Linked DNA regions of Danio rerio: region 2 is linked to region 1. A link is a contact called in public HiCAR-type data. All regions are on one chromosome and are shown on one strand. The core of a region is the stretch at or near the end of the contact, and the rest is flanking DNA. Distances in the headings are between cores, read along the strand shown.

Region 1 (2,700 bases), core at 198-2,697:
CCATCGAGCCTGAATCTCAGCGTGTGTCGTATGGAGAGCATCACTGGCACGCAGAGCCGCAGTGTTTCCAGTGCGCCGGCTGCTCCAAGTGCCTGATGGGTCAGAGATTCATGGCTCTGCAAGGGAAGCTGATCTGCTCCGTTGAGTGCAAGAAGAAGATCTCAGCCTCCTGAAGTCTACTTTTTTTGGGAAAGTCCACCTCAAGCCAGTATCTAATGCAGTCAATACTGCTAACTTTTTATCAAGTAATTAATGAATTAGTTTGACCAATATACATTTTCATGTTATTCCAAGTAATCATTCATGATCTATAGTGTTAGCATCTTTAATAATAATAATAATTTTGTATTAATAAAAGGAAGCAATAGTATTTATTTGGGCTACTGAAAAAAACAATATTACATTTTCCATTTTTAGGTCTAAAATTGCACTTTATAGTTGTTTTCGTGCCTGTCATTTTGTAATCCAATAAATGTTTTGCAGTAATATGGTTTTTTTTTAATTCTTTTTGTGTTTTCATATTAAGCATATTTTGACCCTGGAACACAAAACCAGTCATAAGTGTAGATTTTTTGTATGGTTTTGGTAGGATATGACCATTTTTGAACCTGAAATCTGAGGGTTCAAAAAATTAAATCTAAATATTAAACAAATTGAAATCTTAGCAATTCATATTACTAATCAGAAATTAAGTTTTGATATATTTACTGTTGGAGATTTACTAAATGACTTCAAAGAACAGATTTACTTGATATTTTTAATTATTTTTGGAATAAACAATTGAAAATAAACACAGTTGAATATGATTGAATATATGATTATATGAAAAAAAAAAAAATATATATATATATATATATATAGTCACTATATGATTATGATTGACAATTGAATATTGCTTATGGTATAAATTATTAATTTATTAAAATTTATTAATTTATTTAATTAAATTTTTTTTACCCATACAATATATTATTGGCTATTTCCACAAATAAACTCATGCAACTGAAGACTGCTTTTGTGGTTCAGGGTCAGAAATATACAAATATTCTTTGTGACGTACAGGTTGGGAATCTCAAGGGACAGGTGTTACGCTCATGTTAACGTCTTGACCATTTCACACCATTGAAAAATTCCAATCTAGGCCTCCACTATTAGGGAAAAGCTAATCCTCTCTGTGTTGTCTTACACTTAGCAGTGGAAACCTTGCACAATTCAAGGAAGCCCGGTTCCATTGTTTCTAATGGCTGCGAACTTAAGACTACACCGTCATTTCCTCCAATCGTAAGCGTCCGCAGTCGCACGAGGGGCTCGGCAGCTTCACCTCCCCTCACCTCGCGCCACACAAGGGTGGAGATTTCCAGCAGGGAATTCTTTCCTTCAATGTCAGGAATTTATTTACATGGTGCTTTCCCTGCCAAACACGAAGCGCTCTTGCTTAGACGCTTGCCTTCTTAGCGCTTGTTTTCCCCCTTTAGCGCTAACGGTGCAACTAGAAATGATCTGTTGATTTGTAGCTCCCCTCGGGTGATGAAACCCAGATGCACAAGCATTGCTGCTGCTGCTGCTTGGCGAAATAATAACACAAGTCCCACACATGAAGAGTCAAGACAGGCCAGGGCGAAGATCCAAATCCCCAGAGGAGTTTATTGGTGACAGTAAAAATGTGATGGGATCCATAACACTTGGTAGTCACTAAAACTGTTGTGCTTGAATGTTTATAATGACAGTATAGAGAAATATGACCCTGTTTCTGGCTTGGTGTCCAACGTGGTGTTTTTTAGTCTTTGAATAAGGCATTTGTTTTGCATGAACCCCCCCTTCCTCATGGTCATGGTTCGTGGTCATGTTTATCTGGCCTTTAGCTGAGAAAATGTTCCTAGATAAGCATGTGGAAACTCAACTGGTCCATTGTGTACTGATGTTATTGTAAAATAATATGGTGTAGGCACACTATAAAGGGGCATGCAGCCAATTGAATAAAAAATAAAATTGTCAGGTATGTAGTCATATTTGCTATAGATGGATGGATGGATGGATAGATAGATAGATGCATGGATGGATAAATGGATGGGCTGGTGGATGGACAGATAAGCTTGATTGAAAGTTGGAGTCATAGTCTGATAAACAGTAGTCAACATTGAAGTGGATCAAAGCTTTCATCAAAGTTGTCCTAAAATCAAAATCAACACCCTTTCTTGTCTTTGACAACTTTGATGAACTGTTTTGATCCATTTCAAATGTTGACTGCTGTACTTGAATCAGATACACAGTCAGATAGACAGTCAAATAGTTACAAAAACACTCGGATAGACTGCAATGAAGAGTTGGATAGATGCATATTTGATAGATAGATTGTTGCATAGTTTGATAGAGAGTCGAGTAGACAGAAGAATTGTTGGTAAGATAGTCGTATTGATGAATATAGGTGTCGGACGGGTGGATGAATGCATGAACTCAGCAAGCATTTTTTGTTTTTAAAAGATGTCTAATAGACGTCTAATGGACGTCTAAACCTATTTGTCTTGGCTAAAACAAGGCTAAATTTGGGCTGTCAGCGATAATCTAGGTCTAACAATAGGCCAAAACTAGACTAGTCATCAAATAAACAGAAATGAAAGATTACGCAAATAAAGTCTTATCTACATTTAGATGTATATTAGATGTCTATTAAACACAAAATTGTTTGCTGGGAAGAGTTTA
Region 2 (2,700 bases), core at 180-2,679, 66 kb after region 1:
AATATAGAATCAAATCTATCATATAATAAGAGTGCTGCTGGAGTTTTTACCTACAGCAACCTTTGGCCACTATCACTGGCGACGTTGTTTGCATATTTTGCATTGCCTGTCACAACCCTCGCTTTGCCAGCATCTGACCTAGAAATACAAACATTTGTTAGGTGTAATAAATGCCTCCTAAAAAGATGTATAGGTAAGTCAAGCAAATGATACGTAAGTAAGGCAAATATGAGAAAAACAAGAACCTGCAGCTTCAGTGTTGTTCAAAACATTCCAAACTGAAGTGCAAGTCTTGCCTCGAGGAACCTTTTAATATGCAAACAGACCTCAGTGTAGTTACCTTTTAGGTTTATACATCCGAAGTGCAAAAAGTTCAATAGTAAAACATATTTTAATGGATATTCTGAATTGGAAAATCTGACATTGAGTGTCAGTAGTGCTTCATACATTTAAAGGTTTAATTTTAATATGCACCACAATTTTTTGTAACAAAATTAAATAGACTGCTTTGTAAACTACATCTGTCCTTATGTACAGTAACTGCCCACTTGTTGAGGTAAATAACTATATGTTAATGTTTGTATTTCCTTTTGTTTTTAGTTTTTCAGTTATTATTTCAATTTTTGTGTTACATTGTCATGTTCTGTTGAACTTTTTCTTGTTCTGTAGGAACAATACAACATAGAAAACACAATCAACCTATACCTATGTTATGTGAATATGACAGTCAATAAGGGCAAATGAAGCTACCATCAGTCGACTTTTGGCACAGATCAAACTTCAATAGTAGGGTGACTATGTCTGACTAGGTTACTTTGGTTAAAAATAGTTTGATTTGCTTTATATATATATATATATATATATATATATATATATATATATATATATATATATATATATATATATATATATATATATATATATATATATATATATATATATATTGTCTCTAAACAACCTTCAAACATTGTAAAAATGCAGGGTTCCACACAATTCGTTCATGTTGTCCCAACACAAATTGATTAAATTAACTTAACACTTTTAACAGATTTATGTGGATTGAACAAAAAAAAAAAAACGTTGTCCCAATGAAATCTCAAGAATTGTGTTGTTTCCACTCATTTTAAATAAGTAGTTTAAACGAGCAAAAAAAAAAAATGAAGTGTAATGCTTAGGGTTGCTTTATTTTGATTAGCATTACTGTAACACAATTTTAAAACTGCTAATGAAAAAAAGAGTGCATGTTCCTGTTAGCATACATGGCAATCGTGCAGGAAAAGTTGGTCTAATGCCCAGATGTGCCTCCCATTTGGGAAAAAATCACGTCAAAATCCCCAACCACTAATGCTGCGTAGCTGTGTGATTGGCAGGCTAATGGAGGGTTCCTCATTCATTCAACACACAAACTCAGTGACTGGGAGAAACTCCCACTCTGTGCCGTGAGAGTCTTCAAGAGAGATAAACTAGCTTTCAGATAAAAGCTTGATGGGACTTTAGCATGCAGAAGAGAGGGCTGTTTTAAGGGAAAAAAAACTCCCCACAGAAAGCAATATCCCCACGCCTCCCACACTGCTTCCTCTGTACTGATTGTCTTGTTTCCTCACACTCATCTGATCGCACTTCAGGCACGGGACAGCATGACTAGCGGATACAAGGACGGGACACCTGAAGAGGTAAGAAGAACACCCCTATTTTACCTCAGAAATCTTTTACTTTTGATGACAATTAATTTTATACAGAGCAAAATTTAATTTAGTTACTTATTTGCAAACCTTTTGTATGGTTTATCAACAAACGGAGGCAGTGTTGACACTTGCTACATTATTGGCAGATTTGAAGTCTTATCTTTTCCTGGCACGTATTTGTACTGCAAGCCTCCCTTTCGCAACACTTTCACAAACACAGCTGAATAAAATAATACTAGGCTATGAAAATATGAACTGCTCATTAATCCAGGTGAAATAGAAGTACTTTATCAATACACATATTTATAAAGGGAAACTGCGTCTAAACAATTTTGTTACAGTAATATAATTTAAGCACGAACTAAAAACAAGATTTTTCAGCAGTGAGCGCATTTTCATATTTTCTGCTGCGGAATAAAAAGGGAGCACAACAGGCGCATAATGTAAAATGGCGCCTCCGTGTGGCGGGATGCGCCACTGTGTTCCAGAGGGGTGTGGTGCTTCATTTCTATCCGCTTAAAACCATCCCATGCCAGGGCTGTGCTGAGTTGCGCCCGAGTCTCCCACTCCACGCTCATGAACTTCATTTTCTGTTTTCTTTGGAACCGCAGGAATACGCTCACTCGCCGTTTATCAGGAAACAGGGGAACATTTACAAACCAAACAATAAAGAAATGGATAACGACAGCATCAACGAAAAGACACTTCAGGATGTCCACACCAAGGAGATTGACCTGGTCAACCGAGACCCAAAGCATTTAAATGACGATGTGGTGAAGGTAGGACAAACTTTGTCTGGTTCATGCAACTTTTTTAATTGTTGGGTATTCAATTTAAATTTAAAATATAAATAATGAGGACATTTGTTTAACTGCATGGAAACGTTAATAAGAATCTCACAGGTTATTGTTTAGTATATGTGATATTCATAACTGCATACTTGATATTAGCAAATATAATTTGTATGGACAGATAAAAGCAAATCCTTCATTGTTATATTTAATTTATAATTCAG

The links. HiCAR-type assays count read pairs that join an accessible place to other places.
Region 2: a HiCAR-type map of caudal fin shows a contact between it and region 1, with 5 times the contacts expected there. The contact joins the promoter of cav1 here to the enhancer-like site in region 1. A contact is called at or near these places in 9 of 18 Hi-C or Micro-C datasets (caudal fin, embryo, fibroblasts and 2 more) and 1 of 4 datasets of contacts at active chromatin or transcription factors (caudal fin).

Annotation. Positions count from the first base shown.
Region 1 is chr25:19,492,689-19,495,388 of GRCz12tu, forward strand. tes (testis derived transcript (3 LIM domains)) reads left to right here. Exons shown (of 7, transcript NM_205720.2): 7 at 1-486. The coding sequence ends at 173. Among named protein-coding and RNA genes, the nearest start is that of tes, 24 kb to the left of the region's middle. Within about 2 kb of position 1,448, at least 17 of the 62 cell types and tissues checked have an H3K27ac peak or open chromatin away from gene starts, as enhancers often do. A contact at or near this core is called in caudal fin, where this site is marked.
Region 2 is chr25:19,558,799-19,561,498 of GRCz12tu, forward strand. It overlaps cav1 (caveolin 1), which reads left to right and starts at 1,430. Exons shown (of 3, transcript NM_212651.1): 1 at 1,430-1,673; 2 at 2,297-2,464. The coding sequence starts at 1,638.